Linked DNA regions of Sus scrofa: region 1 is linked to region 2. The links are chromatin contacts, called in public Hi-C maps. All regions are on one chromosome and are shown on one strand. Each heading gives the region's core, a stretch centred on a gene start, on an enhancer-like site or on the middle of the called end of the contact. The rest is flanking DNA. Distances are from core to core; before and after follow the strand shown. Region 1 holds the start of YIF1A (protein YIF1A). Region 2 holds the start of BRMS1 (breast cancer metastasis-suppressor 1).

Evidence for each region. Hi-C and Micro-C count contacts between places; a contact is called where the count stands out from the background.
Region 1: a contact with region 2 is called in a Hi-C map of liver, with 4 times the contacts expected there. The contact joins the promoter of YIF1A here to the promoter of BRMS1 in region 2. A contact is called at or near these places in 3 of 47 Hi-C or Micro-C datasets (brain, liver and mesenchymal stem cells).

The regions. Positions count from the first base shown.
Region 1 is chr2:6,095,053-6,101,673 of Sscrofa11.1, forward strand. It overlaps YIF1A (protein YIF1A), which reads left to right and starts at 2,697. Exons shown (of 8, transcript XM_013994066.2): 1 at 2,697-2,927; 2 at 3,622-3,833; 3 at 3,987-4,091; 4 at 4,234-4,312; 5 at 4,549-4,680; 6 at 5,749-5,806; 7 at 6,527-6,620. The coding sequence starts at 2,897. TMEM151A (transmembrane protein 151A) reads right to left here and starts at 447. Exons shown (of 2, transcript XM_003122499.4): 1 at 204-447. The coding sequence starts at 278.
Region 2 is chr2:6,040,353-6,047,730 of Sscrofa11.1, forward strand. BRMS1 (breast cancer metastasis-suppressor 1) reads left to right here and starts at 5,725. Exons shown (of 10, transcript XM_003480672.4): 1 at 5,725-5,875. It overlaps B4GAT1 (beta-1,4-glucuronyltransferase 1), which reads left to right and starts at 3,242. Exons shown (of 2, transcript NM_001315579.1): 1 at 3,242-4,351; 2 at 4,593-4,868. The coding sequence starts at 3,296. The coding sequence ends at 4,784. It overlaps TRNAS-GCU (a tRNA gene), which reads right to left and starts at 2,731; the gene lies at 2,650-2,731.

The DNA.
Region 1 (6,621 bases), core at 1,447-3,946, 52 kb after region 2:
CCGCCCCACCCCGACCCCCACGCAGGCCCCTAGGCCCCGGGACCCCTCGCGGGATGCAGACTACCCAATGACGTCATTGGCCGCCGAGGCTGCGGACCTCCCTCCTCAGCCCCCGCCCCAGGGGTCGCCCCTTCCCTTGGCACCCCCGTCCCCCCGCGCCAGCCTCGGCTCGGCTCCGTATCCCCACCGCACGGCGCCGGTACCTCCTCCCGCAGCGTCTCGCCGTCCGGGATGAGCGCGGGCACCTCCCCGCCGTCGCCACCGCCGCCCTCGGGCATGGTGTCCAGGCTGCACGGGCGGCCCCCGCCCGGGCCCCGGGCATGATAGGGGGGAGCGCGGAGGGCTGCGGCTCCGCCCGGGGGGACGTCCGCTCGGCGCAGCGGCCGCGGAGGGAGTGTGCGGAGCTCGAGCCCGGGCGCGGCGGCGGCGGCGGCGGCGGCGGCAGAGGCGGCGGCGGCGGCGTTGGCGGCCGCGGTGCCCGGCGCCCCGCCCTCCGCTGACCCCGCCCCCGCGGCACCCGCCGCGCTGCCGGCAGCGCCTGGCACCGCGGGCGCTGCCCCCGCCCCTGAGAAGCCCAGGCTGGGCGGCCGGACACCTGCTTTCCCCTCCTGCTGCGCTCGTGCTTGGGACCTCGGACGAATCCTTGTTTTCTGGGGCCTGAGTCTCCCCCGCTGTAAAATGAGGAGGGGGGATCCCGAAGGTGGGTGGGTACCGACCGATTCCCATCTCTGAGGAGTGGGTCCAGGCCTAAGCCCACCCAGACCCCCCTCCTTAGGCCTCGATCGTGGTAGGGGGCAGTTAGAATCCTGAAAGGTGAGGTGAGTCTCATTAGCTGGACACAGGCGCTGTGCTCCACTTAGAGCAGGCAAGCAAGAGGCCTGGACCCCCAGGGCCCTAGGCTTTGTGACCTTGAGTCAGCACGCTGTAACCCCAACCTCAGTTTTTCCACCTGAGAAACGGGGATGAAAAGGTGTTGGATTCAATGCACATTCATCATGCGGGGCAGGGGAGTGGGATTTGTCCTTCATGAGAGGACTCCTTCCCAGATCCTGCTGGCCTCAGTGCTGCTCCCTGGCCCTCAGGGGCCTCAAACCTTCACTTCAACCCCTGGGTCAGGGCCTAGCCCCCAGGGTAGAAAATCACTAGATAGAGGACATAGGGAGCTGCAATGCTAGGTGGGTTTGGTTTGGTTTGGTGACTTTTTTTCCCCCAAAGAGCAATTCAGAGACCACTTGGTCAACACCTCTACCCGTTTAAAGATGAGGTAACTGACATGGTAGAGAGAGGAAAGAACTTAACCAGGATTTCATGCATTTATTTTTTATTTATTGGGCACCGGTGTTTATTGAGTGTCATCTATATGCAAGTACTGTGACACATTCATAAGTATTGTGAAGACCAGGAAAGAAATGGAGAATGACACAAGCCCTGTCCTCATGGAATTTACATCCAGGGCAAACCACTGCACCCAGAGAAAGCCTAGAACCTGGCCTCCAGCCTCCACCCCAAGCCAGGTAAGAACTCTGTTCCCTTTGTCTCTCTGAGAGGCACAAGTTGATCTCACTCTTAAAGGATAATTTGATTTTGGACAAGTGGGTATGAGGGGAAGAGCATCCCAGGTGGAGGGACTTCTGGGCAAAGGCCCTACTACTGGACCATGTCGACTGAGTTCAGAGAGCAGGAAGGTCACCTGGTGTAACTGGACACTGGGTATCTAACTAGAGGCAGGTCGCAGAGGACCTGATCTTGCTGGAAATGGTGGGTGGAGGCCTCCAAGAAGGGCGGCCCCCAGAGGCTGTCTTTGGGGAAGGTGGGAGTGAGAGAAAGGTGGAGAGTGAGGCTTGTGGGGAGGGGGGTGTCTCACTTCTAGATGACTGCTGGGCTGGCAATGACTCAGGAGTTTCAACCACAGCTTCAGGAGGTGAATCAGCACACCTCCACTCACAATCGTCTGGAGAGTCGTGGGACAAGTCTGGCGCAGGATCCTATCCCAACTCTATTACCACCCAAACTCTGGGACTTAAGACCTGGACCTCAGTTTTTCAACCGTGTAATGGGTGTGTATTTGTGTGTGTGTGTGTGTGTGTACAGCTCAGGCCCTCCCAACATCCTGGGGTCGGCAGCTGTGGCTGTAGGGCATTTCAGCACCAGAGGATGGACAGCAACCGCGAGGAAAGGAGGGGTGGGAGGCGGGAGGAGCAGTCAGTAAGTATCCTGGAGCTCGCTTGGCCGCGCTGTCACTGCTCGGCCGGGCCTCCTACCAACACCTCCTCGGGCTGCCAGGGCTCTGCGCCAGTATGGAGGACGGGAAGGAAAGCTAGCATTGAGAGGGAGGGGCAAGAGCCCGGAGGGACAGGGCTTGGCTACAGCCCCACCATCCCATTCCCTCCTGGAGTACGTCCCGCGAGTGAATCTTCACCCCTGGACTCCAACCGCAGCCCGCCTCCGCCTAGTCTCCGCCTGCTGTAGTCGTGGCAGGGCGAGCGTCAAATGGCCACTGCGCAGGCGCGGAAATAATTCTCAACATCCTCTTACCTTAACCCACCTATTGGCTACTCCGCCGCGAACTAACAAATCCATTATCCAATCCAAGAGCGGATTAAATTGCTCCGCCTATTCTGCCGCCCGGAAGTTGACGGCTGCCGAATCCGCATCAGCGAGGGCGCGCCAGTAGCCAATTGAGAGAGGGGAGGGGCGAGTCCGCGCCGCGGAGGAGCCAATGGCAGGCGGCAGGGGATGACGCTGTGGACATGGCTGCTGCAGTCGGACAGTACAGAGACGTGTCGGGCTGTTCTGTAACCTCGGTCCGTGCCCAGGAAGCGGAGCAGCTGCCCCACTAGTATTCTTACCGACCAGGCGACGCAGCGGGCCCTCGGAGAGAGCGAGCGTCGGGGCCATGGCTTATCACTCGGGCTACGGAGCCCACGGTGCGTGGGGCGCGGGGCGGGCGGGGCGCGGACCGACCAGCCGGAGGAGGGTCGGCGGCGCGGCCCGCTCACCCTGAGGGAGAGGGGCGGCCGTGACCGCTGCCCAGAGTGGCAGATGTCACTCGGGTTCCTGCATCGTGAGACTCAGCAACGCGTCCCGGACTTCGCCCTCTTGGCCTAAACCTGAGATCAGATCCGGTGGTGACAGCACTACTGGGATCCCCGTGCCCGACTCGGACATGATTGGGGTCTGCCTCCCAAACTTCCTTTCTCTGTCGTGACCCTGGTAGACTTGCTGACCATTACCCAGGGCCTCCGTGTACCCAGCCGTCGCCTTTACCGCCCTTGTTCATGGGGGATGCCCTCCCAATTATCTTCTCCACCTAGCAAACTCAGTCTCCAAGGCTTAGTTCAGAAATCACTTCCCTTGAGAAGCCCCCAGGAACCCTCATGGGGGCACCCAATTCCAGGGGCTGCCTCAGCTCTTTCTTTGCCCACTTTTAGCATCTCTTGAAACAGATTACTCATCAAAGTTCTTTCTGTGTTAACTACTCCTCATCCAGCTAGAATTTCCTTCACTGATTGCTTGGTGCTCCCAGGACCCATACAGGGCTGCCCAGCCTGGGGACGGGGCAGTGGTTTGGGCTCATGCTTGGTATTCCTGTCACCTACTCTGGTACCTGCAAACCCACAGGCTCCAAGCACAGGGCCCGGGCAGCTCCGGATCCCCCTTCCCTCTTCGATGACACAAGCGGTGGTTACTCCAGCCAGCCAGGGGGATACCCAGCCCCAGGAGCCGACGTGGCCTTCAATGTCAACCACTTGCTTGGGGACCCAATGGCCAACGTGGCTATGGCCTATGGCAGCTCCATCGCCTCCCATGGGAAGGACATGGTGCACAAGGAGGTGTGGCCCACCCCCAGGGCAAGGGGGGCAGGATTTCTGCCCAGGGCTGGGGCATCACGGGGTCCCACCCAGTCCTCCTGGTAGCCCTCAGGGGAGGAGCACCCTGAGGTCCAGGGTGCGGCTTGCCCACAGCCTCCTCTTTCCACCTCCCAGCTACACCGTTTCGTGTCTGTGAACAAACTCAAGTATTTTTTCGCTGTGGACACAGCCTATGTGGCTAAGAAGCTAGGGCTGCTGGTCTTCCCTTACACACACCAGGTGAGCTGCCTCCCAGGGCGGGCCCCCTTGCCTCCCTCATCCTGCCGCAGAGTCCGATCCCCAGATCTCAACCCCCCTCGTTCCTCTCTTCTTGTTTTTTCCCTCTAATCCGCCGCTGCTGCTGCGCCGCCGCCAACACCAGAACTGGGAAGTGCAGTACAGTCGCGATGTGCCTCTGCCCCCTCGGCAAGACCTCAACGCCCCCGACCTCTATATTCCCAGTGAGTCTTTGACCTGGGCTGGGGCATGTGGGCAGACTTGTGCCCTGAGGCACCGAGAAGAGAGAGGCGCACGTGTTGATTCAGCATCTGCTCTTGGTGCTTTTGTGTGTGGCTTTCGTGGTGTCTCTAGACACCGGGTAGAGCAGGTGGACAGAGTGGGATGACCAGGAGGCAGCCTCCTGGGTGTGCCATCAGGGTACTTCCGGCCACTTGACTTGAACCCTGTCCCTCCTCAGCCTGGACCCCAGGGTGTAGACCTGGCCCTGCAACTTCCAGCTCTGGAACCTCAGGTGCTTTCACCCTTCTGAGTAACTGGAATTGCCATGGTTCCTACCACAAAGGACAGGAAACTGTGGACATTCAGCGAGGTGATGTGCGTGCTGAGCACAGGAATCGGCAGCAAATAATAGCCCTTATCACTGTCATTACTTGCCCCCCAAGGCCTGCTCCAGCAGCCCCTCCTCTGAGGAAGCTGTCACTCCCTTCTGGGTCCCACAGCTGTCCAACCACATGGCCTGGGTCAGGCCACCCACACGGTGCTGTGGCTGGTGGACCCTGGTCTGAGTCCTCTCTGTCCAGGGACTGCACAAGGCGAGGCCCATAGTGACATGAAGGAGTGGTGGCGGGCCTGGGGCCAGCCCTCCGAAGGGCTGCCAAGAGGGCAGCCAGTGGCAGGGAGGGCAGCATGACAGCCCGTGGCCCTGGAGAGTCACAGCTTCTTCTTCCCCCTCATTCTGCTTCCCTGTCATAGTGGCGGGTAAGGCAGGAACCACCATCCCCTCTCACGTGTCAACGCCAAGGCTCAGAGAGCTTTGAGTATATTTGAGGCCACGTGGCTGGTAGTTTGGTTCCTACTCCATGTCCTTGTGGGCACATCAGTTCTCGTGGTGCCTTCAGGGGGCCGAGGCCAGGACTCATGAGTTGAAATTGCTGTGAGAGGCCATCTCCCACCTGAGCTTTTGTGAAAAGAGCAGAGGTCCATGTGGCAGGGTGGCCAGAGCTGGAGCCAGTACAAAGGCCAGACTTAACATTTCTGGCTGAGGTCAGGTCACCCCCATGGCCTGGACTGCTGGGACTGCCTGGGTTGTCTGCCGAGCCTGCCTTTTGGTCCATCTGGCCCCTGCCTGTTGGTCTGGGATGAGCAATGACCTTGACCTGTGATGTCGTTTCTGAGACACAGCAGGAAACTTTAGGGAGTTTCCTAGTCCAGGGACAGGGCAGGAGGAGGCCTAGTGGTCCTGAGAGAAGGGCAGGGTGGCATTTACCCAGGGGGAAAAGGCTGCACAGGGAGGGCATCCCAGGCAGGCAGGCATGTTGGGAAATCCAGGGAAGGAAACACTGCGGGTGAAGGGGTGACTCCGAGTACCTAGGTGTGTGTTGGGGGTGGTGCACTGGTGGAGAAACCAGGCTGATGACATGTCTCTGGCTCTTGGCAGCGATGGCCTTCATCACCTATGTGCTGCTGGCTGGGATGGCGCTGGGCATTCAGAAAAGGTCGGTGCCAACCCCTTCCGCATCCCCAGCACTTCCCCGCCCCTGCCACAGAATGGCTGGTTTGGGACTCACCTCTCCCCACCCCCACCCGGCCACAGGTTCTCCCCAGAGGTGCTGGGCCTGTGTGCAAGTACCGCGCTGGTGTGGGTGGTGATGGAGGTGCTAGCCTTGCTCCTGGGCATCTACCTGGCCACCGTGCGCAGTGACCTGAGCACCTTCCACCTGCTGGCCTACAGTGGCTACAAATATGTGGGGTGAGCAGCTGTGGACCTCAAGGGAGGCCGGCCTGGGTGGGGGGGTGCCGGCTGCCTGGACTCCTGGCCTGTTGAGCTGCAGCCTCGAATTGTGACCCTGGACACTCTCCGCCCCTCTAGCTCTCCTCTGCTAGGGGACCACCTGTCTCCCGCATCTCCTTGGAACTGTGCAGTGTTGCTCAGGAGGTCAGGGGCGTATTGAGCATCGCCTGGGAGCACAGGAGAGAAAGGCCTCGAGCTGGGGTGCTGAAGGGGGTCTCAGATCCAGGGCCTCGGGCTGAGCCCTGGCCTTGCCGTTTCATTCGGAGTCTAGGTCCCTGTGGGTCCCATTCGGGGTCAGGGGCTCCAGTGACGGTAGACCAGGTCTAGGCTGGGCTCGGGGTCCTGGCAGGCGGGCTCAGTCTCAGACCTGGATGCTTGGGAGGGCTCCAGCCTTCTCTTCCTCCCCCGCCCCTGCCCTCTGCAGGATGATCCTCAGTGTTCTCACGGGCCTGCTTTTTGGCAGCGATGGCTACTACGTAGCGCTGGCCTGGACTTCGTCTGCGCTCATGTACTTCATCG
Region 2 (7,378 bases), core at 4,475-6,974:
AAAGGATTATAAGCTAATACTATGAACAATTGTACGCCAAAAAAGGAGAAACCTGGATGAAAAGGACAAATTCTAAGAAACACGCAAACTACCAAAATAATTCAAGAAGAAATCGAAAATCTGAACATATCTATAACAAGGAATGAGACTGAGTCAGCAATCAAAAACTTCCCAACAAAGGAAATTCCAGGACCAGATGACCTCACAGGAGAATTCCACCATCACTTAAAGAACTGACACCAATCCTCAAACTCTTCCAAAAAAAATACAAGAGGAGGGAACATTTCCTAACTCATTCTATGTGACCCTGATGCCAAAGTTAAATGAAGACATCACAAGAAAAGCAAACAACAAACCAGTATCTCTTATGAATACAGATGCAACATTTCTCAACAAAATCCTAGCAGACCGAACCCAGCAACATATTAAAAGAATTATACACCATGACCAAGTAGGATTTTGTCTAGAATGCAAGGGGGTTCAACAAACAAAAATCAAATCATGGGAGTTCCCGTTGTGGCGCAGTGGTTAACGAATCCGACTAGGAACCATGAGGTTGCGGGTTCGGTCCCTGCCCTTGCTCAGTGGGTTAACGATCCGGCGTTGCCGTGAGCTGTGGTGTAGGTTGCAGACGCGGCTCGGATCCCGTGTTGCTGTGGCTCTGGTGTAGGCCGGTGGCTGCAGCTCCGATTCGACCCCTAGCCTGGGAACCTCCATATGCTGCGGGAGCGGCCCAAGAAATAGCAACAACAACAACAACAAAAGACAAAAGACAAAAAAAAAAAAAAAATCAAATCATGGTCACACACCAACTCATGGTGTGAAGGGGAAACACTGCATGGCCATCTCGATGCAGAAAAAGCATCTGACAAAATCCCACATCCTTTCCGGATAAAAACTGCTCAACAAACAAGGAATAAATAAGAACTTCCTCAATCTGGAAAGGGGTGTTTATGAAAAATCCACAACGAATGTCATGCTTAATGATGACAGACTGAAGCTTTCCTCCTAAGATTAAGACAAAGATGCCTGCTTTCACCATTTCATCTATTCAGTTTTCTACTGGACATTCTAGCTGGAGCACCTCTGGCAAGAAAGAGATATAAAAGGCACCCAAATCAGTGAAACTATCTCTCTCTATATAATAGATAACTAACAAGGACCTATTGCATAGCACAGGGAAATCTACTTAGTAGTCCATAATAACCGATATGGGGAAAAAAGAACCAGATATATGCATAGGTGTAACTGACTCACTTTGCTGTACACCTGAAACTAATACAACATTGTAAGTCAACTATACTCCAATAAAATTTATTTTAAAAAAAAGTAAAGAGTTTCCATTGTGGCTCAGTGGTAATGAACCTGAGTGGTATCCATGAGGATGCAGGTTCAATCCCTGGATCTGCTCAGTGGGTTAAAGGATCCGGCCTTGTGTGAGCTGTGGTGTAGGTCCCCAGACGCTGCTCAGATCTGGCATGGCTATCGGTAGGCCGGCGTCTACGGCTGTGATTTGACCCTTAGCCTGCGAACTTCGTATGCCACAGGAGCGGTGCTAAAAAAAGAAAAAAGAAAAAAAAATCTGTGATCACAAATGATATAAACACATACAGAAAATTCTAAAGAATACACACACACAAAGCTAATAAATGAATTTGACTAAGTCGCAGGATTCAAGAACAATACACCAAAATTCAGTTTTATTTCTATACATACAATTTTAACACCAATTCTGAGGCCTGGGGTGTTTTTTCTCCCAAAACCAAGCAATTCTCTGACACCGGCTAAATATCTTGCAATGCAATTTAATTTTGACACTATCTACCTGGTTATAGCATCAGATTCCACAAGCTAGGGCTGCAGAAGAGAGGTCTCCTGGTCACTCTACAATTCCGCTTAACCTCGTTGAGCAGCAGGCAACTCAACTGCCTGTGGAGCAGCAGGCAAATACCTTATCCTGACATTTGAGGGCCCCCAGAGCACCTTCCCAAGATTGAGGCGGCAACTGTTATGACACAGTACCTGCCCTTCGCACCCACCCCAGCCTCTCTTTTAAAGAGCCCCTGCATCAATCATTCCACAAACACTTATTAGGCACCTTCTGTGTACATTGGCTGGTGTTAGGATATTTGAAGCTTTCTGCTTAAGAGTGTGTGTGTGTGTGTGTGTGTGTGTGTGTGTGTGTGAGGCAGGTGTGTGGATACATGCAAGGTCTCCACCCTGGGCGAAGTGCTGGGGAAAGGAGAAATAAATTCGCTGAAAAGATTAATAATTTAAGTGATCAAACATCACCACTACCGCCAAGACCAAGTTCCACTGCTTTAGACAGGGAAGGCAGCTTCTCCAAGGGGTTTCTCTAGTTCTAATATATTGGTCCCCGATCTGGCATTGGTTAGAATTCTGATTCTGGCCTTTTGGGTACCACTGAACCCTGGGCCCTCTTTCTAGGGTGAAGGAAAAGCACGCTCCGACCTCCGCTGAGAAGGTTCTGCTACCTCGTGTGGGAGATAATCAGAGAGGTACGGTGAACAAAGATTGAAGAGTTAGGGCCGAATTGCGTGCCACCTACAGTTTAGTTCTCTTCAACCTGCTGCTCCAAACAGGCACGATGTGGAAAATTAAGAATTATCTCCAGCGTAAAACGCCAACCGACGAGGATGGGATTCGAACCCACGCGTGCAAAGCACAATGGATTAGCAGTCCATCGCCTTAACCACTCGGCCACCTCGTCTCACGTAGGGCGCTCCTTTCCACATTCCCTTATCTCTCATCTCCACACCTTCAGGCACCCTTTCAGTCGCCCCTCAGGGCACATCTCGTAAGACCTAGAGGAGGGAAAGAAAGGGGTTTTCTGTGTTCCTTTCCGCCTGCCGCAGCCGAGAAGCCGCGCCATCCTTCACCACGTTGCAGCGGAACTTTGCGTTTCCCCTTCCTGAGTCGGGGGATGAGCGCGCCAAGCTTTCGAAACAAGCTTGGTCCAGGAGGTCCTGCACTGACCCGGAGGGAGCGGGTGCGAGACCCCGAGAACCCAACATGCGCGGCGGCAGCCGGCTCCCAGCCTCTCTGCAAAAGCGCGGGGCGCGGGCGGAGGATGCAGTAGCTCCTCCCGGCGCGCAGGGGGCGAGCTGGCGCCCCGGAGGCCTACGCGGGCGGGCGGGCGGGGCTGCGTGCGGGGCTCGGCTCGCCTCGGCTCGTTTCGGCTCCGCTCGGGAGGCTGCGGTAAATCCGGGCTTGCGGCGGCTGGCAGAGGTTGCGGCCCGGTGGTCCCTGCTGCGCGCCCCGAGCCCCGCAAGCCATGCAGATGTCGTACGCCATCCGGTGCGCTTTCTACCAGCTGCTGCTGGCCGCGCTAATGCTGGTAGCGATGCTGCAGCTGCTCTACCTGTCGCTGCTGTCCGGGCTGCATGGGCAGGAGGAGCAAGACCAATATTTCGAGTTCTTCCCCCCGTCCCCGCGGTCGGTGGACCAAGTCAAGGCGCAGCTCCGCACCGCGCTGGCCTCCGGAGGCGTCCTGGACGCTAGCGGTGACTACCGCGTCTACAGGGGCCTACTGAAGACCACCATGGACCCCAACGATGTGATCCTGGCGACGCACGCCAGTGTGGACAACCTGCTGCATCTATCGGGCCTGTTGGAGCGTTGGGAGGGCCCGCTCTCCGTGTCGGTGTTCGCGGCCACCAAGGAGGAGGCGCAGCTGGCCACGGTGCTGACCTATGCGCTGAGCAGCCACTGCCCCGATATGCGCGCCAGGGTCGCCATGCACCTGGTGTGCCCCTCACGCTATGAGGCCGCCGTGCCCGATCCTCGGGAGCCAGGAGAGTTTGCCCTGTTGCGGTCCTGCCAGGAGGTCTTTGACAAACTAGCCAGGGTAGCCCAGCCCGGGATCAATTATGCACTGGGCACCAATGTCTCCTACCCCAATAACCTGTTGAGGAATCTGGCTCGTGAGGGGGCCAACTATGCCCTGGTAATCGACGTGGACATGGTGCCCAGCGAGGGGCTGTGGAGAGGCCTGCGGGAAATGCTGGATCAGAGCAAGCAGTGGGCGGGCACAGCGCTGGTGGTGCCCGCCTTTGAGATCCGTCGAGCTCGCCGCATGCCCACTAACAAAAACGAGCTGCTGCAGCTCTACCAGGTGGGCGAGGTGCGGCCTTTCTATTATGGGCTGTGCACGCCCTGCCAAGCGCCCACCAACTACTCCCGCTGGGTCAACCTGCCAGAAGAGACCTTGCTGAGGCCTTCCTATGTGGTGCCCTGGCAGGACCCCTGGGAGCCATTCTACGTGGCCGGAGGCAAGGTGCCCACTTTCGACGAGCGCTTTCGGCAGTATGGCTTCAATCGCATCAGCCAGGTGCTCATAAGGGAGAGGGCAAGGGAAATGGGGCAGGAGGGATGGTGAAATCAGGGAGCTGTGGGTGGCCCTGGATGGAAAGGAGCCAGTGAGGCAGGAGGGATCATAGTTTAGGAGGTGGCTGGATGGCTGAAAGATCCAGGATGCCTCCAGAGGAATGGGCATGCTGGAGTGAGCAGTGATGTCCGTCTCTGGCCTGGGAACCTCATCAAACTTTGCTGACCTATTTCTCCCTCCACAGGCTTGTGAGTTGCACGTGGCAGGATTCGATTTTGAGGTGCTGAACGAAGGTTTCCTGGTTCATAAAGGCTTCAAAGAAGCTTTGAAATTCCACCCCCAAAAGGAGGCCGAAAATCAGCACAATAAGATCCTTTACCGTCAGTTCAAGCAGGAGTTGAAGGCCAAGTACCCCGACTCCCCACGTCACTGCTGAGCCCTTCCTTCCCCTAGTCTGAGAAGTCTCAGCCTCCTCCCTCCTTAGGCCGCCCCTCAGGCCTGACTGGGGTAAGAAACGTCACTCCACTTTACAGTGGTAGCTGTGGTGTTTGAACACTGGACTTGAATATGGGGTGCTGGGATCAAGTCCTAGCTTAACCACTAACTAGCTGTGTGGCCTTGAGCAAATCCCGTTCTCTCTCTGAGCCTCAGTTACCCCGTCTGTAAAAGGGAGGTGAGAATACCTACCTCACAGAACTGCTGGGAGGCTCAGATGAGATGCTATATGTGAAAACATTCTGTAAGCTTCGTACAAATGTGAAGTATTATTAATATTATTACAGTATTATTATTGTTGTTATTATTATTGTTATTATTATTAACAATCTTGGGTGGGTGAGCAGTAGGAGAGCAAAAAGTATGAATGGGGGCAGAGCTGAGAAGTCTGAGTAGTTAACAAAATGGGCTTTTTGGAAAGAAATCAGATGAAGGCGTTGAATTTAGTTCTTAGCTTTTGGGCAGAAGCCGAAACTTCCTGGTGTCTTAGGCCTCCGTCCCGGGGGCTCTAGAGAAGGGAAGGATCTGCAGGTTCTGTGCGTCTGAGATCTGTACCCTTGAATAGCCTGGGCTGGGTGATTTGCCTACCGACTACAATGTGTAAATAAATGAGTGTTCACACCTACAGCTGGCTCCATTACTCTCCGGAACCGGGCGGGGGTGGGGGCCGCGGGTCGCAGGTTCTCCCCTTTCGCGCCGCCGGGAGGTGACTGTGGACCCAGACGCGAGGGCTGCAAAGCTAGGAAGGCACAAGGGCCTTTCCTGCATGCTGAAAGCCTGTGTGAATGTCGGTCCGTTGCCATGGAAACCGTCCCGCGGTATCCCAGCATGCCTCGCCCCAGCTATCCAATTGTGAGCACTCCGATGGGCGCCTCCTGATGACGCATGCGGAAAGCGCGGGTAGGCCCCGCCCCCGGAGAAGAGGGACCGGTGCGGCGCTTCCGGGACCCCCACAGCGGCAGCCAGTACCGATAACCTCCGGCACCTCTTGGGGAATCTAAGACGTGAGGCTGGAAGCGCCACTACCTACGGGTGCGTAACGCCAACCCTGGCGCCTGGTTTGCCCTTTCGGACAGGCAGTCGGAGCCTGCCCAATATCCAGGGCGGTAGCGAGACTTAACCGCCCGGACGCGAGCTGGGGCCGCGGGACCGAGGAGCCAGTGACTCTCCCGCCCGCTCCGCCGCGTACGGAGATGGAGCGGGGCGCGAGGCTCTGGGTGCGCCGTGGAGGGACTGGGTCGGCTTCTTCGAGGGTGGGGAAGAATCTTCCTTCCTACGAGGCGTGCCCTTGACATGCTCGCTTTCTGAAAAGATAAATTGCATGTGCACAGCACCTTATAGTTTGCTTTTCGATCCCTTACCTCTTGCCATCTTTACAACACCCAGAGTAGTGATGGTTATCCTCATTTTGTACCCGGGCTAAAGTGGGGAGGATGTGATTTAATTTGGCTCTCTCAGTAGACCCAGAGACTGGTGGAGAGAGACCTCCCCCCAAGCCCCGCCCTCTCTGGTCCAGAAAGGTGGGACTTACCCCGAGTTGTTAAAATATATTTAACAGTGAAGAGAAATTGCAAAGTTTGGGAACTCCAGGAACTGAGGCTTGAAAAAGGGAAAGAGGAGGCTGATTTGGAGAACCGAGGTTTTCAGCTCAGGTTCAGATCATTTGTGAAATCCTTGAGGAATGCTTTGAAACGGCCCTCTAGGCCAGTCAGTTTACTCAAACTGATGTCAAGGAAAGGTGACAAAACACTTTGGGTTTGCTACCACTGTAGGGACCAGGGGCTACTAAGAAAGCCATTTCCTGCCCTGCAAAAATGTGTTTTGTTTAATTTGCATTCGCAAATCCTCCAGTGGTCTAGTGAGTCAGTACTGCGCGGGGTGGGTAAAGCGCGTGTGCAGCCCTGCCCTGGGGAGGCTCACAGACAGGCATGAGGATGGGCAACAGACGTGGAAATAAATAAGGAGGGGCATCTACGCGGATCTGAAGGACTACAAAGTACCCAGAGGAAAACATCCGGTGAAGTAGAAACCCCTTTAGTCAGAAATGATCTATTGAGACTGTTTAGTCTTCCTCTTGGGCGATCTTTTGGCAGCATTTGGCACTGTCTCATCTCCTTCATTCTGAAATTCTCTCTCTCCCCCTATACTCTGACTTTTTCCTCCTCTGTCTCTTGCTAATTTCCTTCTCCTTTCCTGGCATCTTGTCATCTGCCCCTTTGATGACCCTAGAAGTTCCATCATGAACTCCTTCTCACTCCACACATTCTGCCTTGCTGGTTGCACCCTCTCCCAAGGCCTGAAGAACTCACGATGTGATGACCAGATCTCTGCAGCCCACATTTCTCTGTGAGGCTTAGACCCATGGACCCCCAGCCCTGCCCCCTTCTCTCCTCTTGGGGTGTTTGCACCTGCTACTCACTCTACTTAGAATGCACCCTCTCTTGACCAGCTCAGCTCATCTGTCTGGCCCATCTTCCTCTGCAGGCCCTCACTGCTGCAGCAGGCTCCAGGTCCCAGTTAGATGCCTCTCCCGTA